Linked DNA regions of Mus musculus: all the other regions are linked to region 7. Evidence: chromatin contacts called from public HiChIP or PLAC-seq, Micro-C and promoter capture Hi-C data. All regions are on one chromosome and are shown on one strand. Each heading gives the region's core, a stretch centred on a gene start, on an enhancer-like site or on the middle of the called end of the contact. The rest is flanking DNA. Distances are from core to core; before and after follow the strand shown.

Region 1 (3,255 bases), core at 620-3,119, 370 kb before region 7:
GGAGGAGCTGGCATTCTGGGGTTCCACTGTTCATCTCCATGACACCCCGGTTTGTGCCAGCACTACTCACCCCCACAAGATGGCCCAGTGTGACCGACAAGCCAATGGATAAGGCTGGGGAGCCCACCGGGCTGGTGCGGCGGGAGTCCGTGGAGGAGAAGATGCAGAGGGCCAGCTGGAAAGTCAAGATTAACTCCACCACCACGGCCTTGCCTGGTGTTGTGTTGTTGCTGAGCTGCAAGGAAGAGCTGGGTTAGGACCCTGCTAGCAGCCTTCAGGCTCGGTGACAGGCTAGACAAGTAAGGTTCTGGTCTTCAAGGACACCTAGAGCCTGAGCTCTTGGAAGTCAAGTCCCCTGCATGATCCAGACAGGCGATTTGTTGGAGAAACTGCACTTCAGTGTGCGCAAGCTTGAAGCTCAGGCCTGTAGCCAGAGGGTAGGGTGTCAGCAAGTTTTCCTGGGTGCCATCGTGTCAACGGCTCTGCCCAATCCCCAGCCCCCATGAGCTGGCATTTACCCTCCCTCCTGTGGGCAGCTGCCCAGTTTGCCTACTGCAAACAGCCCCTGGCCTCCTATCCATGCCTGACCCGCTGCCGGTGCCAACTTCAAACCCGTCTCTCCAGTGTGTCTGACTCACAGCTTGACAATGGCCGAGAAAATCCTCCTCTGTGTTTGATTAATGAGCCCAGTTCACATGGGACAGGGGGCTGAATCTAGGGCTGCAAAGATGGAGAGACAGCAGGGGGGCAGGAGCAGGGGTTACAAAAGGGGGAGCCAGCACTGGGGGTGCATCACATCATGGCTTCTAAGTGTAATCCCCAGGGCACTGGCTGTGCTCTGATCACCTCCATGTCATGGGTAGTAAACTGGAAGCCCAGGGAGATCACGGTTGCTCCAGACCTCCATCCATCACTATCCATGGCTCCTTGGTGGGTCCCTTAAAACTACACCACCAAGGGGGGTCACAAGAAAGAAGTCACAGGTGAGATTAGAGATGGAAGGGATGTTTTGGCGGCCCTGGGGAGTTAGGCCAGGGAATGCAGCATAGGAGAGGGAGGGGTAGATGAGGGAGAATGTGAAGAGAAGCCAGGACCCGGGAGCACTGAGGTTGGCCAGGAGGTTGGTCAGCCTGCTCTTACTGGCTAAGTTATGCCCTGGTGTTTTGGTTGTACCCATTCTCAAGATGGAGGAGCATGGAAGGTCTGGTCTGAAATGTCCCCAGGGTCCCTGCCCATCCCTCCACAGTCTGGTGGACACTCACCGCATTGACGGCCAGGTTACCCCGGGCATTGCCTGGCGCCAACCAGTACAGGATGCCTGCTCCAGCAATGGCACCCACCAGCTGGGCTGCCACGTAGAAGATGGCTCGGAGCAGAGAGATCTGGTTGCCTATTAAGAGGGCCAGAGTAATGGCCGGATTGATGTGGCCACCACTCACAGGTCCCAGGGCTTGGGCCAAGGTACCTATGGCCAGGCCAAAGGCTATGGAGATCTGCAGAATGGTGGGCAGCGCCGAGGGCCACTTGAGTGCCGAGCCCAGGCCAAAGAAGACGAAGATGAGGGTGGCCAGGAACTCTGCGAACACGGCCTTGAAGAAGGCAACTGAACACACCTCCTTCTTCATGGTGGCCTTGGGGGCCCGGTGGCAGCGGCTGCGTCGCGGGGCGGCCGTCGGGGCGGCGCTGGCAGCGGCGGGCGTCTGTCTGCGGGGCTCTGCGCGACGTGCGGTGCCCACTCCGTGGCAGGCGGCCTGGCGCGGACCGGGCAGGGGCGCGCTATATAGAGGGCGCGCGCCCCGCGGCGGGCAGAGCGCGGGGGGGCCGGGGGCGGCTCCCGCGCCCAGAGGCCAGCGCAGCGCGCAGGGAGCGAGCCTGGCGGGCGCGCGCTCGCAGCCCCCCGCCCCGCGCACCCCCGGCCCCCCGGCCGCACAGCGGCGGACCCGCCCGGGCCACGTGACCCACGCGGCAGTGTAGACTGGCCCGGCGGTCTGGGTCGCGCGCATCGTGCGCTCAGCGCTGCTCCCGCGCCCTCCTGGTCGACGTGCGTGCTGGGCTCTCCTGGCGGCTGAGCGCGGTCCCGGCTCTCCTCTCGCACCGAGCTCTGGAAGTCCCTCTCCGGCCGGCCTTTACCGGCGTCCGGGGCCGGCCGGCAGCCTTCCCCTTTTCTCCTCCTTGGGCTCGCGCGACCGGAGCATCTTGACCCGGTCGGTCTCACCCACGGACGGGTCAGAGTGATGAGAGTCTCTGAGGACAGCGCCTCTTAGCTCCTTATCCGCCCGTGGCGGGGGCGGTTCGGCGATCGTGGGCCTCTCCCCGGTCCAGCCCGGCAGGAGCGGGGGCGTTGGATCGGGAGTACAGTGCCAGCCTGCTCTGCGCTCGGCAATCCTCGACGCCGCGTGTGGCGGTGCCTCTAGGCAGCGGGCTCTAGGAGGCGTTCTCAGTGGTAGCCCTTGGGGACCCTGGGGTGGTGATCAATTTGGGTTGTTTGGGCTTAGGGAAGTGCCTGAGACTGGGGTCAGAGGAAAGGGTCTTGGCCTCTTCTGTTTTCAACCCAGAACTCCATCACTTTAGTCACACTAGACCTCCGGAGTGGCTGTTTGCTTCTTGTCCCTGTTGGTCTTTCTCCCAACGTGACAGTCTCAGTACCCCCATCCCCACCTCTCTTTGTCTCTCTGTCTCTTTCTGTGTCTCTGGCCCTCTCCCTCCATGTGTTCCTGCGTTTCTGCGCCCTCTCCCCACCAGTCTTTTAGCCTTGTCTCTTTTCCTCAGTCTATCACCCTTTGACTTCTGAGTCTTCCTCTTTCTGCCTGTCTCTCTGACTCTTCGTTTCTACGTTTTCTTCCTTTTTTTTAAAACGAGCTGTCCATTACTGTTTCTAGCTCTATCTAGTTCGCCTGCCTTTAGCCTCTTTCAATCTGCAGGTCTTTGTTTCTGCCGGCCTATCTCACTTTCTAGTTTGCACACTCATACAGTTGGTTTTTCTCGTCCCCACCCCCACTCCATCAAGTCCTTGCACTCTTGGACTGGCCAACACATTTTTCTAGTTCCCAGCTTCCTCTTGTCCTTTTTTTCTTTGGGCTTCCAGACCCTCTCCATTGCTTCTCCCAACCCTCCACCTTCCCCCTCCGCAGGTTTGGCATGTGTAGAAGGAGATTGGAGGGAGGACCTTCTAGGGTTTGGGGGCAGGGCAAGGACCCATCCTCAGGATCCCAGAAAAAGAGCTGCACTCCCTCTACCCCGTACGGTTAGTGTTTG
Region 2 (3,206 bases), core at 295-2,794, 450 kb after region 7:
AGGGACAAATAGGAACAAGACAAAATCCAACGTGTGAATGGAACTGCAGCCACGGGAGAAACGTGAATATCCTCGAGATACTGATGAAGGATCTGCTAAATACCCTTCCAGGGCCTGGGTGAGTCCCAGGCTGACAGGCAGGAGAGAGGATGGGGCACTGGTGAGGATCCTGGGTTCTGGAGTAGGGTAGAAGTTACTGAGACAGTGCTGGCCCATCTCAGAAGTTATACATGGTTTGGCCTTCTTCCCCTAAATGGGAAGGAGCTCTTGGGCTGCCTTTTCCCTACTCCAGAGGTGGGGGACTCAGAAAGAGCACCTCCCGCTGTGGTCTAGCTTAGGGCTCCAGCACCCTCATCAAGGAAGCACTCAATAGTAACCCCAGATACCTAACTTCCTTTGTACTAGACACCTAGCCAGGGATGCCTCTTCAACACAAGGCAAGACTTGCAAGAATGTAGACCAGGGGCTGGTTGCCCAGCCTTGCTGCTAGCCACCACCAATGAAGAGGTGGTTGTGGCTGTGGGTACCAGCCCTGTGCTTCTGTTTCCTTGGGGGGTCGGCTCTGGATCTATGTGACTTGGGTGCGCAGGGCCAGTCATGCTGTGCTTGGGGCTGCGGTCTGGCAGGGGCGGGGGGGGGGGTGGTGGTGGTTGGGAAGCCTTGAGGCCCCTCTCTGGCAAAAATAGTCCGCAGTGGTTAGAGCTAGGAGGGTGAGTCAGGCGGGAGTGCGGTGGCGCCTAACCCCTTCACTGCCGCCAGAGCTCCGTAGTTTGTGCCTTTGCCTGGGCTCACCCAGGCCAGGTTCTCCCCCCCCCCCCCCCCCCCCCGCTATCCTGAAGTTGGGCTCACTTTGGGATCCTCTCAGGCCTCCCTCATCTCTTGTGCAGCAAACGCGCGAGCGTGGAGCATGCATTTGGGTTATCTCAAGCATTCATCCAGGAATTCCGGAGAGGAGACCCCTGAGATCTCGGATGCCTACCAGAAAAGGGGAGCATAGGGACTGACAGGAGGTCTTAGGAGCTACCCGAGCTTTTGACCAAGGCCAAATTCTGAGGCCAAACCTGAGCCCTCCCAAGGGGCAGGCGTAAGGCTCTGAGGTGGGCGGGAGCCAAGCCACACAGTGGCTCCTCACTTGCAGGCTCAGAGTGCCCTGGTGCGCACAGGCTCGTGGGCTCTTCAAGAGACCGTCAGTAACCCTAAGGTCGTCTAGATCCGTCCTCAGCGTGTCAAAGGAGCGCTTCAATCACCCACTCTCGGAGGCAAAGGAAAACGATGAAAGACCCTGTCATTGGGACCAGATCCTGGTCCCTTGGGGTCACCGCACTCTCCCTACAGCCTCGGGAGACCCCGGAGCAGGTGAGTGGAACTCCGACCACTTGCCCCTGGAGTGGGGCTAATCGTGATCCCGGCGTCCTGTGTGTGTGTGTGTGTGTGTGTACACGCTTGGGGGGGGAGCGGCTGCGTTCTCCTGGTCAAGTCAGGGGGTGGGGTGCGGGTGGGGTGGGGATGCCCCGGGCTCTGGGAGGGGCCGCAGTTCCGTCAGCTCGAGCAGAACCACCCGTGAGTTAGGTCGAGCAGAGCCAAAGCCCCCGGTGCTTCGTCGCGGGTTCGCTCGCTAGCTATCTGGATCACTCCCTCCCTTTTACCCTCCCTTCCTCCCGGCGGGCGGCCGCGGCGACGCCGGGGAAGCGGCAGAGAGGAGTGGCTGGGCGCTGGGAGAATGCTGCTCCGCCGAGGGGGCTGAACCCGACAGTTTCCCCACGGTTTAAGCCCCAAGAGCCGGGCCCGAGTGACTCAACCGCGAGCCTTGTGGATCCTGCACCTGAACCGCTGGAGGTAATGGGGCGGGAGAGAACAGGGAGGGCAGAGACTAGACAGGCACGCGGGCGGTCAGACAAGACAGACAGACAGACAGACAGACAGACAGACAGACAAGCGTCCCCCCTCAAGAGCACAGACAACGCTGAGAAAGCCAGATATAGAGATACCTACAGAATAAAGAAGTGCCTTCGGATTCAGAGGGCAATGAGGGGGTGGGGTAGAATTGGGGTCGGACCCTTGGGGACTAGATGGTGTCGCACTGCAGAGGGAGCGTGTAGTTAGAAAAGGGGCGGGGGTAGATGGGGAATCTGTGGCCTTGGCGCAGGGCACCTGGTTTCCCTCGGGGCCTTTGTAGCCCACTTTCCCCCTGGTGGGAGCCGAGGCCAGAGAGTGGTTCCAAGAGCCTGACCTCGGACCCTTCTAATCTAGCTTGCCTGGTATTGCCAGCACGAGGAGGCAACACCCCTCCAGGTGGTGGGGAACCCCCTTCTAATCCCTCCCTCTAACCCTGTAAGGGCGGGCAGATCAGTTGTGGGGCCCACAGAGAGGGAGCGGTTGGTGAGGAGGGATAGAGGGTCTGAGAGAACCGGTCTCAAATGGGTATGTGAGTGTCCCAGGACCCTGCGTCGTGTCTGGCTGGCTCGGACTCCAGGGGTGCTCCGGAGGGCCTCGGGCTGCTCAGACCCTTCCTCTTTGACAGGTTCCAGGACGCAGACACTGGAAGTCAAGGGGTGACTAGTATTGCACAGTTTGGGGAGGGGTGAGAAAAAGCTAGTGGGGCTTCATTGGTGGCTTAAGGAGCTGAAACAGAGCGTCCTTCGGTCCCAGGGAGCCAATCTAGTCCTCATCAAATGTCCCTGTCCCCGCAGGCGCTGACTGACTCGCCCACCGGAGCCTCCGGGCTTCGACATGCTGGAGGAGCCCCGGTCTCGGCCTCCGCCCTTAGGCCTCGCGGGTCTCCTGTTCTTGGCTTTGTTCAGTCGGTGAGCGTTTTTTTATCCAGTTCCAGGGGAGGGAAAGCACCGATCTGGGTTAGGGAGGATAGGGATGGGGCGTGCGACTAGACCCCAGACCCTTGTCGCTTGTCCCCAGGGCTCTAAGCAATGAGATTCTGGGCCTTAAACTTCCCGGTGAGCCGCCGCTGACGGCCAACACCGTGTGCTTGACCCTGTCCGGACTGAGTAAGCGACAGCTGGGGCTGTGCCTGCGCAGCCCCGACGTGACGGCGTCGGCGCTCCAGGGGCTGCACATCGCCGTTCACGAGTGTCAGCACCAGCTGCGCGACCAGCGCTGGAACTGCTCGGCACTGGAGGGCGGCGGCCGGCTGCCGCACCACAGCGCCATCCTCAAGCGCGGTGAGCCTGACGGGGCGGCTGTGTGTGCTG
Region 3 (3,324 bases), core at 179-2,678, 330 kb after region 7:
ACAAGAGATCTGCCTGTCCCTGCTCCCCAAGGGCTGAAATTAACACCCCACCCCACCCCTAACGTTTATTTTATTTGTTTTTTTGTTTTGTTTTGTTTTGTTTTTGTTTTTGTTTTTTTCGAGACAGGGTTTCTCTGTGTGTAGCCCTGGCTGTCCTGGCACTCACTTTGTAGACCAAGCTGGCCTCGAACTCAGAAATCCACCTGCCTCTGCCTCCCGAGTGCTGGGATTAAAGGCATGCGCCACCACGCCAGGCTACGTTTTATTTTATAAGTATGGGTATTTTGCTTGTACCAATTGTATGCCTGTTGCCCGAGGAGACCAGAAGACAGCATTGGACCCCCTCCCCATCGGATGTGGAGTTACAGAAAGAAGGGAGTTAGCCATTGTGTGGGTGCTATGAATCTAACTCAGGTCCTCTGGAAAAGCAGTCAGTGCTCTTAACTGCTGAGCCCTGAAGGCCCTGGTTCTGATCCGAGCACCACACAAACCTGGTGTGGTAGTGCATGGCTAATTTCAGTGCTGGGAAGCTAGAGGCCAAAGGAGAAAACATTCGCTGTCAGCCTGCTCTGTGAAGTGAGTTTGAGACCAAGCCTGAACTACATACAGTAAAGTCTGTCAAAAGAAGGAGAGGAGGGATAAAAAGTGGGTATCTGGCAACCATTTGAGAGGACATAAAACTTGGAAAGTCCTGGCCTGGCAAGGTAGATCAGCAGGTAAAAGCACTTGCCACACAAGCCTGGTCAACCGGAGCTCAATCCCTAGAGCCCGCTGAGGAAGGAGAAGGTGGACTCCCAAAAGCCCTCTGACCTCCACAGGTGTGCTATGGCATGTGCTGGCAGAGACAGACACAGTAGGGTTTTTTTTTGTTTTGTTTTGTTTTGTTTTTGTTTTTTTTTTTAATGTCTCAAACTGGATTGTGTCAGGCTCTGTTCCCAAGAAGATATAAAACCACCAAGGAAAATGATCCTCTGGGATCTCTGCTTGGTTATGGATGAGTGTTGAGAGAAATCGGGGAGACTTGAGGAGGAGCACGGAGATGGGAGGCTTTGATGGCTTGCCCAAAGGGCTTGGATGGCCTTGGAACTCAGACTTCCCGGAGGACAGCAGAGGGCATGGCGTGCCAGGGTAGACTTTAGGAAAGCAAAGACTAGTGCCCAGGAAGATAGTTTGGTGCCTAATTTAGACTCGGAGGTAGAAGGATGCTTATCCAGGCAGCCAGGACTCTAAAGCTTCAGGGATTTCCTAAGCAGGTGCCTGCATGGTTTCCAGGATGGGACACACTTCAGTGGAGTAATGGAACAGTGGTGTCCAGTTGTGACTGCTAGATCCCCCGCCCGGGTGGGAGGGGGCGGGACAGCCCTGAGAGAAGGGCGGGGGGCGGGGCCCGGGACCACTTAAGGCGGAGTCAGGGCGTTTCTGGGAGCACGGGAGCCGGGCAGCAGAGACTGGCTGGGCTGGCACTCACCCTCGACCCACCTGCTCTGTAAATGGTAGTCTATCAGTAGTAGGTTCCAGGTTCCCCAGGGCATGTAGGCAGAGTTAGCGGCTGCCAAGTGTTCAGAGCCACAGCGCTCCAGGTACTCTGGGACCTTCTCTATCTGCGGTGCTCTTTAGCTCCTGCGGAGATGCCCAATTGACAGGAGAGCCAGTGAGGACAAGAACGCTCCCTTCCGACCCAAGTCCACGGCACCCATGGCTCTGCCGGCCAGTCTGTTGCCCCTGTGCTGCTTGGCACTCTTGGCACTATCTGCCCAGAGCTGCGGGCCGGGCCGAGGACCGGTTGGCCGGCGGCGTTATGTGCGCAAGCAACTTGTGCCTCTGCTATACAAGCAGTTTGTGCCCAGTATGCCCGAGCGGACCCTGGGCGCGAGTGGGCCAGCGGAGGGGAGGGTAACAAGGGGGTCGGAGCGCTTCCGGGACCTCGTACCCAACTACAACCCCGACATAATCTTCAAGGATGAGGAGAACAGCGGCGCAGACCGCCTGATGACAGAGGTAAGGAGAGTTTCTCCCCACCTGCTCTACCACACCACCAGCTCCTCAATTTTCCTACAACAACCCTGGAGGATGAACTGTTCCTTCATCCCCAGAGACCCTAAACTAAAATAAAATAAAGTGAGATCTCCTTCATCACACCCTTCAGGAAAGCAAATAACCTGGTGGCTGGATAGTGGTTCGGAGGTATCCAAATGGGGAGAGAGTCTGCGATGGGGAGGGGGAGGAGGAACTGCCCAGTGAGAGTGAATCTGGGAGAGGCTGGAGCGAGGGCGGGGAAAGGAGGATGGCGGCAGGCGAGACGGGAAATGGCTGAGGCGTGGACCGGGGGTCAGTCACCGAGCCAGGCAGGAAGGGCTGGGGTGAGCTGGGGGCCAGGAGCTGGCTATGATAGGTAGACTGCATAAGGCTTTACACTTAGCCTGGCTCTTGGCCTGATGTCCAAAAGCTCTGTGAGCCAAAAGAAGGGGGCTGGAAAAGAGATGGGCAAGAGTCAGGTTACCAGACCAGACCATCTACCTGGGGATGGGGTGGCCATTGTCCTTGGCACGGGAAAGGTAGCCTATACTAGGGTCTAAACAACAGACTTTGGGGTGGGGGTGACCAAAAAACAGTCCTCAGAACAGACAGACACACCTGAGAATCAAGGGTTTCTGGGCCATCTAAACTCACCTTAGCTTGAGGACTCTGCTTTGAATATCAGCTAGCATTCTGGGGTACATGCTACAGAGGGGCACTGAACCAAGCCGACTCAGTGGGCCATGGCTTGGAAGGGAAGGGCCCAGAGCCCCTATGGCCAGTGCTGTAGAGTGTCTGACAGGAAACTCAGAAGACGTGTTTCTCCATCCCACCCCACCCCTCATTTTATATCTGAGAGCTGGGCTGCAGGAGAGGAAAAGCAACTTAATCAAAGCCTCACAGCCAAATTGTAGCATTGCTGAGAGCAGGTTCAGGACTCCTGGTTCTCAGTCCTATCTACTTTCCATTACACCACCTAATTGTGTGTGCAAGGGGCAGGCAGGGTAGTGTGTGTGTGTGTGTGTGTGTGTGTGGTGTACGGATTTCCTCTGACTAACTGCATAGTTTTCCAGGTTATGTGGTTAGGAAAACCTGTACAGGGGAGAAAGAATTTCTTTCCTCTCCCTTCCTTTTCTCTCTCTCTCTCTCTCTCTCTCTCTCTCTCTCTCTCTCTCTCTCTCTCTCTCTTCTTTCCTTACTTATCTATTGAGACACTACATAGCCCTGACAGATCTAAAATTTGCTAGGTAGCACTCATAGAAATCCTCCTGCCTCTACCTCCTGATTGCTGGGATGGAAGGTGAGAAC
Region 4 (3,042 bases), core at 240-2,739, 450 kb before region 7:
CAATTAGTGGGAGGTCCATTGTGGGTGGGACCATCTCTGGGCTGGTAGTCTTGGTTCTATAAGAGAGCAGGCTGAGCAAGCCAGGGGAAGCAAGCCAGTAAGTAACATCCCTCCATGGCCTCTGCATCAGCTCCTGCTTCCTGACCTGCTTGAGTTCCAGCCCTGACTTCCTTTGGTGATGAACAGCAATGTGGAAATGTAAGCTGAATAAACCTTTTCCTCACCAACTTGCTTCTTGGTCAGGATGTTTGTTCAGGAATAGAAACCCTGACTAAGACACACTATCTTAAAAAAAACAAAAACAAAAACAAACAAACAAACAAAAACACCAAAAACAAAACAAAGGATGTCCACGTCTGCACATGGGTTAAATACAGACCTAGCCTTGGCTGAAGTATCTCAGTGGCTTTTTATCCCAGGAGCAGGGGATAAAGTTGCCCCTTGACAACACTTCAGCACCACCCATCTCCTCACAGTAACTGGGACTAGAAACGGGGAAAGGAGTCTGGTGGAAATCTACCTCACATGTAGCCCTCCAGCCCTGCTAGGTACACCTTGCGGTGGCCTTCCCTGCCCTGCTGTGGCCTTCCCTGCCCTGCGGTGGCCTTCCCTGCCCTGCTGTGGCCTTCCCTGCCCTGCTGTGGCCTTCCCTGCCCTGCCTTTCAGATTGCCCACCCAAGAGGATATGGTCTCAACCAGAAGGTAGCAAGCCTTGGCTGTCACAGCTCAGAGCAAAACCACTCAGTTTGGCTGGCTAATGGCTAAAGGCTCCAGAGAACTGTCATCTGTGCCTGGGGGCGGTGGGAGCAAGCATTCTGTAACCCTGGGGGTTTTGGAGTAGCCAGCTGAGGAGGTGGGTGGGAGGATTCTACCCTGATCTCGCTAGGTCCCCTAAGGCTAGGAGTGAAGTCTAGATTCAGCTGCCACACCTTAGCCGCAGGGCAGGAGCTGGCATTTGGAAGTGACTGTCTGAGGGGAGTGAATGGCGGAACTTGTCACCCTCTTCCTCACCCCCAATCTCCGGTTGTCCACCGGAGGAATATGGCGATATCCCCACCCCTCCCCTCCATAATCACAATTGCTCTCCACAAAGTTGAAGCCATGCAGGAGTGACCTGTACCTATAACAGAATGTCCCCAACCAGTCTGTTAGCATTCTGCCTCCAGAACACAGTGGGGTGTAGCACCCATCACCCAGCAAGCTGTCCACCGGCTGCAGCTGGGCATTAGATAGACATCCACTCCTCAGAGCCCTTACTTCCGACTCTGCCCCCAGAGGCACTTAGTTACTTACATCAATTCCCTATTACTTTAGGCAAGAGCAGAGAGATCAATTAGCTTAGAGTAGCCTCTTAGCTGATAGCAGTCTGGGAGGAGTAGCCAGGGTGGGGGAGGGGTGAGAGAGGGAGAGAGCTAAGTTACCCAAAGATCTATGCAGGGAAAAGAGGGGGAAGGCACAGCAAGAGACCCGTCCCCAGGGTCTCTGGGTTCCTGATTGGCTCTGCCTAGCTCCTCCCCCACCCTGCATCTTGGCTCCCGTACTTGCCAGGGAAGAGAGCAGGATGGGGCGTGTCCGGATTCCTTTACTCTTTTAAAGTGTGCTTGTTTATCCTGCCCACACTCCTTTGGGTGGGGTCATCAGGATCTCTCTCTCTCTCTCTCTCTCTCTCTCTCTCTCTTTCTCTCTCTCTCCTTCTCCTCACCACTCCCACTCTAGTTGAAGGGAATAAATCTACTTGGGGACTGGAGAGTTGGCTCAGCAGTACCGGTTGCTCTTACAGAGGTCCTGAGTTCAATTCCAAGCAACCACATGGTAGCTCACAACCATCTGTAATGAGATCTGGCGCGCCCTCTTCTGGTGAGTCTGAAGACAGCGACAGCGTACTCACAGAGAGAGAGAGAAAACCACTTGGATCATGTCCCCTAAGGACGTTTCTGAGCTTCTGTGGGGTGCAGTGAGAATGAGGAGTGTCCGAGGTCCAAGAATTGGCGTTCCCGGGCTCTTATTACTTGTTTTATTTTATTTTTTAAAGATTTATTTATTATTATACCTAAGTACACTGTAGCTGTCTTCACACACACCAGAAGAGGGCGTCAGATCTCATTACAGATGGTTGTGAGCCACCATGTAGTTGCTGGGAATTGAACTCAGAACCTTTGGAAGAACAGTCAGTGCTCTTAACCACTGAGCCATCTCTCCAGCCCCGTTTTAAAATTTTTACTTATTAAATCGTGATTTACTTATTTTTAAAATGTATGCTTTTTGTCGCTGGACCTAATACCTCCCTCTTGCCAACCAAGTGTTCCATCACTCTGCTATGCCGCCACTAGGCCTCTGGTGGCTTTGGATGACCTCTTTGTCCCCAGTCTGAGCTCTGGGATCTCACCTCCTCTTAGATTAGCACCTCCCTCCCCTCGGTGTTCCAGAATATTCTTGTCTCCCTTCAGAACCCTGAGGAAGGCCTGTCCCCTTCTAGGCCTACCTCCTTCACTCCTCCCCTTTATTAGAGGGTTGTCCCTGCTTCAGGATCTAGAGTGATCTTGTGGGCACTCCACAGATTCCTGCCCTGTGTGTCTAGCCCTATTTAAGATTACCGCTCCTACCGCACCCCTACCTCATCCCTACCTCTAGGACACCCACTGTCTGTTTCTTCTTTCTCTCCCAAGGCCCACACATGAATCCCTGCTTCTTTCTCCCTAGGCAAAGGCTCCGGGTCTCAGCTGGAGGGGCTGGCATTGGGCGGATTGGGCAACCATCTGCAGGCCCCCTCCCTCCTCCCGTCGGTGCCGCTCAGCATTCCAGCCACATCCTGCTCCCACTGCCAGGGATGGATAAGGTGCAGCTGGAGGCTGCCACCAGCTGTGACTGTGCTCACTCCCCAGCCCCCGCCCAGGGACTAGCAGCAGCTGAGTCCCCCAGCCCCCCACCCACACGGAACCCCCTGCCCTGCCTTGGCCTGGCTGCCCTTAAGGTGGGGAAGGAGATGGGAGCTTCAGACTTTGTTGCTCTGGCAACCGAGCACCCCACTGGGAAGGAAGGGAG
Region 5 (3,428 bases), core at 157-2,656, 430 kb before region 7:
TCAAGTTGCCCAAAGGACAGATAGGACTTAGTCAAATGAAGTTGGGGGAATGGGCAGGAAGGATGTTTGGGGCAGACGGAACAGCAAGAGTTCTGCAAGCGCTGGATGCTAAGAGTAGCTTGGTGCACTTCAGGACCTGTAGACAGGAGGGAGTCAGGAGGGGCAGCTGGAGAGCCCGGAAGCCCAGGTTAGGGGAGCCCTGTTAAAGACCCTGATCTTTTTTTAAGGAGGAGAAGTGAAACGGTTAATGGTTTTCAGCAAGGAAGAGCCATGGTTGGATCTGATTTTTTGTTTGTTTTAGGCTGGTGTGAAACTAAGTAGCAGAGGCTGGTCTTAATCCCTCAGCCTCCACGCCCTAAGTGCTGGGGTTTCGGGTGTGTGCCACCACACCCACCCAGAACTGCCTTTGAAAATACCACGGTTGTAAAGAGTTCGAGGAAGGGCTCAGTTCCCTTGGTGGTTAGACTTCTGAGGCAGGCCAGGCTGGCCTTGAACTTACAGAAATCTGCTTCTGCTGTGCTGGGGTTAAAGGGGTGTACCTGGATCACTGTTTCTAGTAAACTCTAGCTAGCCAGTATTTTGTCAAGTTGCTAGTAGCCACACCTACCAGTAATTAGTAAATTCAGGAAGGAAGGGACACCAACACAGAGACATAACAAAAAAAGGAACAGAAACATTGGGAACACACTAATAGATTAAGATGAATAGTTTGCTGGTGTACGTAAAAGGCATTTCTGATGTTGGGTCCAGATCTTTCAAAGTTTCAAAGCCTCTGTACCAATACGACGCCAAATTTTAAGTGCCACTTATTAAATGGAATTATAACACTTCATTTTGCATTTCTATTTGTTTTCTTGAGCTGTCTTCCCCCATTCATAGCTACTGGAAAGCAGAGACCACATGATCGGTATTTTTTTCTGATTCCTAGCAGAGTGCTTGCTATGAAGTTGGCATACTTACTGTGCATCAAATAGAAGTCTGAATGAATGCGTGAATGAATGGAGGGATAATTATAGCTCAGTAAATATGGTTAAAATGATTGCTGCTCTGTCTCCTTCTGGAATTCTTCCTATTCTACAGTGAGACCCGAAAACTATTCAGTTATTAGTTTCCAAGGGTCCTATTTGACTGCGTGGGGAAACAGGAGGCAAGAAATAATATGCAATTAGTCAACAGGTCATTAGGATAATTGCAAGAAAGGAAGCTGGAGCCTGGAATGTGAGTCCTACACGGGCCACGAAACACCCACTACTCCCGCAAAATTGTGTGTGTGCCCTTAGTCAAAATGGCCGCCTTTCGGGCGTCTCGCTAATGTAATGCGCATGCCCATTCCGTTTTGCGCCCGCCCCCTGGCCCTGACACTTGCGTCTTCGTGATTATGAGCTCCTCTGTGATTGGCTGGTGCGTGATTTTGAACCGGATCTGGCGGCGCGGTTTTACACTGCCGTTAGTGAGGCGCGTCGCTGGTAGACAGCAGCCCTCCTGGGGCGCGGCGGCCGGAGAGTGAGCGCCGCGGGCCGGACGGGGTTGCGTGTGCGCGGGGCCGGGAGCCTCGGTAAGCCGGTCGAGGTCGCGAGCGAGCGAGCGAGCGGGCGGCGGGGAGGCGGGCGAGGGGAGGGGGCGGCGGGACCCGGCTGCTCTCGGCGTGGCGCTCCTTGCAAAGTCGGGGCGTCCTTTTGAGGCGTGGCCGGCCGGGTGCGGGTGTGGTTCCCTCAAGGTGGTCTTGGCGAGCCCCAGTGCCGGGCGTGGGAATGGCGGGGAGAGCCCCCTCATACCCTTTTCCGAGGAACAGTCTCTTTTGAGGGAGAAATCAGGTGTTTGGGGAACCCGGCGGCCTGACGTGGAGAGCCTCTACCTTCTAGGCTGTCTCCCACAAGGCTCATTAGAACATCCCTAGTTGTGGAGAGTTGGAATGTTGCAAATTCGGAGCCTATCTCGGGTGATTTTTTTTTTCCAGGCCCCCCCCCCTTTTAATAATTTATTGCCCACCTCTGTCACTGACCTACCTACTGTTCTGTGATTTGCATGTGAAACCCTTTGGGGTGTATTAATTTATATGAACAGCTTCCACCAACAGAAAAGCTAAGACTTGTTCTTAACTATAAAACGTAGTGAGAATGGTTATATCACAACGTAGTATTTTGGTATTCTGGATTCATGTTCACTAGCCAGGGTCACTTATATTTGGCTCACTCATTTCCCTTGGAATGAGAGCTTTGTTTTTGTGCCTCAGAAAGAGAGGAAGAAAGAGAGGAAGAGGGGGAGAGACTGACTGCAGTACTCCCAATAGTGTATCGGAAGGTTATTGGATTTACTGTTTACCTTTTAAAGTTCTATCACTCCTAAATAAACTGGACTCCGTGTATGTGTGGTAGTGTCTTATGTAGCCCAGGCTGGCCTCTTGTAGCCAAGGATAACCTTGGACTTCTGAGCCTCCTGTCCTTGGAGTGCTGGGATTACAGGCATTACAGGATAACTTGGAGATTACATGTGTGATCTGCCATTCTCAGTATTTGCTGTGTTGAGGACAGAAACCAGGGGCTTGTCATGCTAGAGAGACATGGTATCAGCTGAGCTACAGGCCAGCACAATTGTACATGTAATTTCACGTAAGACTGTCTTCTACTAACCTTTAAAACCTCTGTGGACTGATGAGGCTGCATGTCAGGCTGCCAGGGTGCAGTAAAGATAGGGACTCTTATGCTGTGTTAGACTTCAGTGCTGTCTGCTGGTCAACTTGGCTTTTGGGTTGATGAAAGGTAGGTGTGTGTTTGTTTCTGTTTTTATTTCTATTCTGAGACAGGGTTTTGCTGTGTGTAACAGCTCTGTATGTCCTGGAACTCTGTAGACCAGGCTGGCCTGGAACTCACAGAGATCTGCCTACCTCTATGTCTCCTAAGCACTGGGATTCAAGGTGTGTGCTGCCATTCTCCGGGTGAAAGGTAATTCAGGCCAAAATTTCATCTGATAGTCACAAGGAGGTGTCTGGTGTGTTAGTGGAGCTAAAGATCACTCAGATAATTTGGCTGCAGATCTGAGACATTCTATCAAACTCTCCACAAATACAGACCCTCCAATCTTAGCCTTATACTTTTTTGGTTCTGTTTGGTTTTTGTTTTTTGAGATAGCTTTATAGAATTATAACATTGACTTTTACCCCTGGGTTTCCCCCCATATAAGGTTTTTATACCATGCTACATTAATAAAAAACCTGTTGCACCAAGCCTTGGGCACTGTTCTAGATACCAGTGGCTCTGCAAAGTCCTTGCTTTCCAGACAGTAAACTAAGTGAACATATCAGGTGGAGACAAGTGCTCTGGAGCAGAAGCAACCAGGAGTTATGGAAAATAGTGTGGCTGGAAGAGACTTCACTGAGAAGTAAACTCCCAGGGGTGGGGTGGATGGGGACTGGATGAGATGGGGGGACT
Region 6 (3,258 bases), core at 420-2,919, 490 kb before region 7:
ATAGTATTGGCCTTCAAGTGGCCCTTGAGCTGGTCACAGATCTTGCCAATGAACTGATGGGGTACCACAAAAACCAGGATGTCAGCGCCTGTTGCAGCCTGGACCACGTCTGGGATGGCCACCTGTGAAGGAGAGCAGAAGCTCTCGTGTGCCTGGTAGACCTCTCCTAGTCCCAAGGGGACCCCCTTGCAGAAGATCTCCAAGCCAGTGTTAGGGGAGGGAGGGTTTTTGAGACTTTAACAGGAACTATCAGAACTTCTGTGTTCCCTGTCCCCAGCTCTCCTGGGGCACTGAAGCTTCCTAGAACACGCCTGCCTCCACGCTGCCACACGTTTAGCCCTTGGCTATGGGTCAGTGAAGACTGCCAAAGGCAGCCTAGGCCTGGCAGGGGGAAGAGGCCAACTAAGATTTCATCACTGCTGCGTCTTAGGGGCCCGAACTTGGCAGTGGGAGCCCCAGTCTCCCTGCGGACTCTCTGTCCCCCCTTTCTAGGTGAGGAGAATGCCATATGGATTTGACCAAAGACCAAAAGTCCAATGATCAGCCTTCAGATCTGCTAATAACCAGTGAATGAGTAACAGGGTTAGAGTTCAGGGCAGGCAGGAGAAGTTGGACCCCGAGTCCGGGAGCCTGAGAACCAGCCTTTGGTTGCCATGGAGACCCCTCTTTTCCACCTAGCACCTCTAAGGGGTGGTACATTCAGATTCCAGAAAGATTCCAAAAGAGTAATATAGGGGCTTAATGGGGGAGGGGTACTCCAGGCCTAGAGCACCCCGCCTGCTGCTCCACCAAGCCAGCGGGCGCCTACAGTGGCCTCCTCCCCTCCTCTGGGAAGGAGGCACCTCGAAGTCACTTTTGCGTGTTGACTGAGTATACCCTTTCCTTGCCTCGCTCTCTCTCTCTTCTCACATCGAGTTGGAGCTCACCACATTGGGGGGCAGCTTGTGCCCTGGCAGGTATTTAACATTCTCGTGCTGAGTGTTGATGATCTCAGTTAGCTTTCTGCCCCCGATGTCTTCCTCAAACACCCACATGGTCACCCGTGGGTCAAAGTGTGCCAGCCGGCCTGCATTGCTACCCACGATCTTGGCAATGGCTGAGCCCCTGGCGGGAGAGGAAACACAGGAAAGTGGACTAGGGTGACAGGGAGGAGGGGGAGGAACTCATAAAGCTTGTTGGATTTTTTTTTACCTCCTGCCTCTCACTCTCACGTCACTCCGCCCCCCTACTCCCACCCTGGTCCCCTATGATGAATGTGTCTCCCACAACTGGCAATAGAAGATTCAATCTATCCAGTCTTTGCTGCTGGGGAGGTGGGCTAGCCTTCCCTACACCGCGCAGGCAGCTTCTCAGGCAGGGAAGGCAACAGCACTCTGCTCACCTTCCTGTGGTGAACAGGTGCAGCGCCCAGGCGGGCACAGCCGGGAGGCTGGGCACAGACTGTCCTGTGTACCGTAAGCACTGGAGACGGCAGCAGGAGTCCAGCTGGCTCCTGAGGGCATTTCCTACCCTCTGCCCGCTTCCTGCTCACCCAGCCTCCCTCCGCGGAGCCCCTCAGCCCTCGGAGAGCCCTTCCCTCCCCCCCTGCCCTTCACAGAACCACTCACCAGTTGCCAGAGCCGACAATGCAGACTTTCTTGCCAGCCATGGTGCTGCTTGCTGCTTCTCTGCCCCGGCGGGTGTGGGCTCCGAGTATTTAACTCCACCACACGTGGGTGCAGCCAAGCTCCGCCCCTGAGGTGGCCCAGAGGCTGGCACCCAGGGACTAGGAGTCTGGCCTGCAGAAAGGGTAGTAAAGGGGACAGACAGGTGGAGAACAGGACTGAGGCTGAGGCCAGGCCAGCTTTTCCTCTCGAGTTCCCAGCTGACAGTGCTGGCCAGCTTCTTCCCTCGTTTGGCCTCGGCTTAGTTCTCCACCTACGTATTGGTATTGAGTCTGGTCAAGAAACAGTAACACCCCCCCCCCCCCAGCTATCACACCCCCCCCCAGCTATCACACCCCCCCCCCCCAGCTATGCCTTCAGTCTCCAGCACTGAAATAAACTGCAACTGACAGGGCTCGGCATGGTGGTGCATGTCTTTAACCCCAGCGCTTGGGAAGCAGAGGCAAGAGGGTCTCGATGAGTTCGAGGCTAGTCTGTTTCAGAGAGAGAGAGAAAAAAGCACTAGCGTCAGCAACAGCGATGTTTTCAAAGGCAAACGCCTCATCGCTCTCGCTAGCTAGCATGTGCCTCCCCCAGATCCTCAGCTGTTCCACTCCCATGATGTCCCATGATGGTAGCTCCACCACGGGCTCTGGGTGAGAGGATCAAGGGATGTGAGCACCTTCTAGGGAATAATACTACAATACCACATACACAGTAAGGGGCTGCTTTGGTGTATACCCCCACCCCGACCAAGGATTAAAATATCTCGGGAGAAAATGGACATAGTGGTGCACACCTTTAATCCTGGCGTTCAGGAGGCAGAGGTAGGTGAATCTCTGTGTGTTTGAGGCCAGCCTGGTCTACAGAGTGAGTTCCCAGATAGTGGGGGGGGGGGGGTTACATAAAGAAACCCTGTCTTGGAAAACTAAAAATAACAAGGTCATCTTGGTTACTTGCAGGTCAGGGACCCACAGGTTGCCCCTTCACCTCAGATAATCTCCGTTTGAAGGTCTCTAAAGGGAAGGAAGGTCAAAGGCCACTGGTGACACGTGGCCCACCCACACTCCTTCCAGGCTTCAGGAAGGGCAGAAGGTGGTGGCCAGCACATGCTCCTGGATAAGCCTGATCTCCCTTCAATTTCTTCTCTCAGGCTCTGCTTATCCCACAGGGACCCTTAAATTAAACAGCTGGTTACAGTCTCTAGACAGGGCCAGAGAAGCCAGTTACAGCAGCAGCCTCTAAAACTCAAGGGTAGCCATGTCTCCGCAGCTCTGTGGTCTCTGATGCCGGTGTGGGTGTGTAGCTTTGGGGGAGGGGGAGAAAGGCAGGCCCATATCCAGCAGTTTGGGCTCCATGGCACCCACAGACATCTGTTTGACTAAGAGGAGGAACTCGGGTTTCCAAGTCACTCTGGAAAGCGCAGCGCAGGCTTCTCGCCCTCCAGTGCTGCACCTTGACCCACAGGGCAGGCGCCACTGTATGCTCATGTGCAGACCTCCTGGCTTGGCACACCACTAATGGAGTGTTGCCACCCACCCCCCCAGGCTGCCCCTGGCCAGGGACAGTAATCAGCACTAGGTTAGAGGGGAGTGTCACCAATGCCACCAGCGGC
Region 7 (3,087 bases), core at 515-3,014:
CAGGGAAGAGCCCCGCCACCTGGGCGTTGCCCAGCACGAAGTTGCTGTCTGCAAGAGAATGCGAAGGGCACCTTCACCTACCAGCCCCGCTTCTCAAACTACTTGCAAACCCCACCAAAGCGTGGGGTTTCGTCCCCAAAGGAAGCTGTGTATGCTGGTCATGACCGGTTCATGAATGAGGCTTAGCATGCACACCTGGGTATCGGTGTCCTCAAGGGAGGGTCCCCAGCTGAATGCATAGGAGTGCATGAGAGGACCATGTCAGTGCGGACTGCTGAACGCAGTCCTGTGTAGGCACTGCTGTGCAGTGTCCTGAGCAGTCTGAGTAAGGGGTGGGGCTGGAGATTTCCAAAAGACTGTACCACCTGCTCTGGGCCCACCTCGGCTTCTGCCAGGTTCATCCCTTAACTAGATAACTAGGCTGGCTGTGTGGCTCCTCCCACGGAGAACCGCTTGGTCTGGGAAGCAGGCCACCATGCATCCGATGCCCCGTTCGCTGCACACCCTGGCTCAGGGACTATTGAACGCCATCAAGAATGGCGGTGTGTGGATAGTGGTTGAACAACAGAGCCTGGAGCCAAGAATGTATTGGGGAGTGAGGGGTGCTGAATCAGCAGGCTTCAAGCCCAAAGCAGATGGAGAAGCCTGGGGGGTGGGGGAGCTCTGTGATGAGTTCCTACAGGCTGTCTACAACAGGAGGGAGAACGCTTGTCAGAACTGGGAAGCCCCACTGGAGCGAGAGGGGGAGGGACCCTGTTTTCACGACTTCCCTGTGTTCAGAGCCAGAGGAACTCAGAATCTGGAAGCTCAAGTTGCCTTTTCCAAACTTCCCCAGTCCGGATGTGAGTCTCCCGAGCTCAGAGGAGCTCAGCTTCTTTGGGGCCGGGTGGGCATTCCAAGCGACGGGTTTAGACTGTGCGATACGCTTGCAGACACAGTTCTCTGCTGAATCCCGCCTACTCTACCTTCCTTTGCAAATCTTATTTCTAAATCTGGGCTCTGTGAGCCCTCTGCGCTGTCCACCAGGACTGGTTCCGCGCTTCACCCGACTCGGCCTTTGCAACCGCGCCAGGTCTGAGGATAAGACAGGCTGGATCAGATTGACTCATCCCGGTCCCGCACCTAGGGACATCTTACAGTATTGACCCTGAAAACCTCCGGGAAACCTTCACTTACTGGAAGGAGAGAATGGCCCTAGCTTCAAGAGGGGTGAGGAAGGGGATGGCTGGTGGGCACCAAGCAGCAGGTGGCAGTTCCGACAGTGGATTACTGCCCGGAAGCTAGGGAGCTAGGGCCTGACTCACGCGTCCCGTCGAAGCGGGTGGCGATGGTGTCCAGGAAGGTGTTCTGCGGCGCCAGGAGCCCCCGCATGGCCGGCATCTTAGGCGGCGGGGGCCGCCCGCCCCATCCCTCCGGGGCGCGGGGACTCAGCGCCGGGGGAGGGCGCCTGGCTCGGCCGCCCCCCGCCGGGCCCCGCGCCCCCTAGAGTAGCCGTCGGGGGGCTATGCCCGGCCCAGGCTCGCAGGCCCCAGCAGCTGCCGGCGCACAAGGGGGCGTCCGCACCGTCGGGGCTGGGCGCATGGCGCGCGCGCGACCCCTCGCCGCCCACGGATTCCGGGCTGCAGGCCCCGCGGCCACCGCGCACTCTGCACCTTTGGTCCGCCCGCGGCTCCTGTTTCTGCAAGCGGGGTGGCTCCCGCTTGGGCTCGGCTCAGCGCCGGGTCCCCGCAGCTCCCTCCGTCTGTCGGGGAGAAGCGGCAGCCTACCTCCCGCACCGCCGCCTGCACCGGGGTAACCATGGAGACGGGGCACACCCAGTCAGGGCCGCCTCCTTAAAGAGACAGGCCTCCTGCGGAGGGATCCCCCTCCCCTGGGACCTTGGTGGGGGCAGGGAAGGCTGCCGCCCCCTAGCGCTGCCAGACTCCCTAAGGCGAGAACCCGGGCCGGGTGGGCTCAGCCTGACAGCCTCGGGCTTCTCTCTCCTGCAGAGGGATCAGAGGAAGGCTTGGGGGCGTGAGCGTGTGTGAGTGTGTTGTAGATGTGTTTCGGAACGAGAATAATGTCATGAGAACGGGAACTGGCGACTAGGTGGCGGGGAACGTCCAGTAGTTGAAGGTTTGGGGCCCCCGGGGAGCGCTGACTATGCAGAGTTCTCTAAAAGGGAGGCTTCTGAACCTGTTTTTCCCCCCGGGTTCAGTCAAGCCTTTCCCGGATGCGGCTCGGCTCCCCTGAAAAGTGGAAGCAGGAGCTGAGGAAACCTGAGGCTAGAGTGAGGTCCAGATGCCTTGGGCGAGACCCCGGAGCGCAGAGGGCGCATTGGGAAAGTGAACTCCAAGCCCTCCGCTCGCCCCACGCATTTCCTCAAGTTTCTGTCGCCGCGGGAGGGTCAGAGGCTGGTCCAGGAACCCTGTGTGTGCTTGGCTAGCCCCCCCCCCCCTTTAGTCGCGGAGTTCGATTCTCCCCGGAGCCCGCACCTCCAGCGAGGAGGCGGAAAGCAGGGGCGGACGGCCGTCTCCTGTCCCTGTCCCCGCGCGCCGCGACCGTCCCCGCGGCCTCTCCTGCCAGCGCCGCTCCTCCTCCCTCCTACGATTTGCCAGTGAGCGCGGCTGCCGCCCGCGCCCAGAGAAGCCGCCGGGGCCAAAACTGCAATTTGCTCTCCAATGGAAGAAGCCGGAGCTCAGCACTGCTCCCCTGCAGGAGACACACCCACTGCCACCAGCGTCGGAAAGAGGAGTATACCCTGCTCCAACTACCCGTCAGCAGCTAGTAAAGCCCAAGCTCAAGGCACCTGTATTTAAATGAACAGGAGCTTTGGGAAGAAAGGGAGGAAGTCCCCCCCTCCCAGTCTGCTGCACCCTGAAATCCAGCTCCCAGGCGAGCCTGAAATGTCCGCAGATATGGTTCCCGACTCCTGATGGGTCAGGGCTAAAGAGTAACCCCTCCAGTCCTCGCAGCAACCTTCTTTCCAGGAGTTAGATAGCATCCCGCTAAACAGAGGAATATTTTAAAGCTCACTTTAAGCCAGGGCGAGGCTGTTGTTGAAAGCGTCATCTGCAGAACTCGGCTAGCCGAGCCGGGTTTAAGTAC

The links. Promoter capture Hi-C pulls out the DNA fragments that hold promoters and counts their contacts. Hi-C and Micro-C count contacts between places; a contact is called where the count stands out from the background. HiChIP or PLAC-seq counts read pairs in DNA pulled down with a chosen protein or histone mark.
Region 1: a contact with region 7 is called in an HNF4G HiChIP or PLAC-seq map of pancreatic cancer cells. The contact joins the promoter of Aqp5 here to the promoter of Kcnh3 in region 7. A contact is called at or near these places in 1 of 39 promoter capture datasets (liver), 2 of 484 Hi-C or Micro-C datasets (both in embryonic stem cells) and 3 of 115 datasets of contacts at active chromatin or transcription factors (embryonic stem cells, pancreatic cancer cells and stem cell-derived neural progenitor cells).
Region 2: a contact with region 7 is called in a Micro-C map of embryonic stem cells, with 4 times the contacts expected there. The contact joins the promoter of Wnt10b here to the promoter of Kcnh3 in region 7. A contact is called at or near these places in 2 of 39 promoter capture datasets (embryonic stem cells and liver), 4 of 484 Hi-C or Micro-C datasets (all in embryonic stem cells), 2 of 115 datasets of contacts at active chromatin or transcription factors (embryonic stem cells and pancreatic cancer cells) and 1 of 9 other capture datasets (pancreatic islet).
Region 3: a contact with region 7 is called in a Micro-C map of embryonic stem cells, with 2.3 times the contacts expected there. The contact joins the promoter of Dhh here to the promoter of Kcnh3 in region 7. A contact is called at or near these places in 1 of 39 promoter capture datasets (liver), 6 of 484 Hi-C or Micro-C datasets (all in embryonic stem cells), 3 of 115 datasets of contacts at active chromatin or transcription factors (all in embryonic stem cells) and 1 of 9 other capture datasets (pancreatic islet).
Region 4: a contact with region 7 is called in a FOXA1 HiChIP or PLAC-seq map of pancreatic cancer cells. The contact joins the enhancer-like site here to the promoter of Kcnh3 in region 7. A contact is called at or near these places in 3 of 39 promoter capture datasets (the C10 cell line and liver), 1 of 484 Hi-C or Micro-C datasets (bone marrow-derived macrophages) and 1 of 115 datasets of contacts at active chromatin or transcription factors (pancreatic cancer cells).
Region 5: a contact with region 7 is called in a promoter capture Hi-C map of neural stem cells. The contact joins the promoter of Racgap1 here to the promoter of Kcnh3 in region 7.
Region 6: a contact with region 7 is called in an HNF4G HiChIP or PLAC-seq map of pancreatic cancer cells. The contact joins the promoter of Gpd1 here to the promoter of Kcnh3 in region 7. A contact is called at or near these places in 1 of 39 promoter capture datasets (hippocampal neurons) and 2 of 115 datasets of contacts at active chromatin or transcription factors (double positive thymocytes and pancreatic cancer cells).

What each region holds. Positions count from the first base shown.
Region 1 is chr15:99,589,642-99,592,896 of GRCm38.p6, reverse strand. It overlaps Aqp5 (aquaporin 5), which reads right to left and starts at 1,869. Exons shown (of 4, transcript NM_009701.4): 1 at 1,263-1,869; 2 at 71-235. The coding sequence starts at 1,625. The region is part of intron 3 of Gm34765 (a long non-coding RNA gene); the gene reads left to right.
Region 2 is chr15:98,776,488-98,779,693 of GRCm38.p6, reverse strand. Wnt10b (wingless-type MMTV integration site family, member 10B) reads left to right here and starts at 1,544. Exons shown (of 5, transcript NM_011718.2): 1 at 1,544-1,836; 2 at 2,691-2,804; 3 at 2,914-3,176. The coding sequence starts at 2,731.
Region 3 is chr15:98,896,644-98,899,967 of GRCm38.p6, reverse strand. It overlaps Dhh (desert hedgehog), which reads left to right and starts at 1,428. Exons shown (of 3, transcript NM_007857.5): 1 at 1,428-1,998. The coding sequence starts at 1,696.
Region 4 is chr15:99,677,073-99,680,114 of GRCm38.p6, reverse strand. The region is part of intron 3 of Asic1 (acid-sensing (proton-gated) ion channel 1); the gene reads right to left. Among named protein-coding and RNA genes, the nearest start is that of Asic1, 8.2 kb to the right of the region's middle. Within about 2 kb of position 1,489, at least 65 of the 459 cell types and tissues checked have an H3K27ac peak or open chromatin away from gene starts, as enhancers often do. A contact at or near this core is called in pancreatic cancer cells, where this site is marked.
Region 5 is chr15:99,649,634-99,653,061 of GRCm38.p6, reverse strand. Racgap1 (Rac GTPase-activating protein 1) reads left to right here and starts at 1,406. Exons shown (of 17, transcript NM_001253808.1): 1 at 1,406-1,555.
Region 6 is chr15:99,715,998-99,719,255 of GRCm38.p6, reverse strand. It overlaps Gpd1 (glycerol-3-phosphate dehydrogenase 1 (soluble)), which reads right to left and starts at 1,669. Exons shown (of 8, transcript NM_010271.3): 1 at 1,608-1,669; 2 at 927-1,104; 3 at 1-122. The coding sequence starts at 1,648. The region is part of intron 2 of Gm16537 (predicted gene 16537); the gene reads left to right.
Region 7 is chr15:99,223,269-99,226,355 of GRCm38.p6, reverse strand. Kcnh3 (potassium voltage-gated channel, subfamily H (eag-related), member 3) reads right to left here and starts at 1,764. Exons shown (of 15, transcript NM_010601.4): 1 at 1,305-1,764; 2 at 1-48. The coding sequence starts at 1,380. Gm46538 (a long non-coding RNA gene) reads left to right here and starts at 483. Exons shown (of 3, transcript XR_001781769.2): 1 at 483-1,209.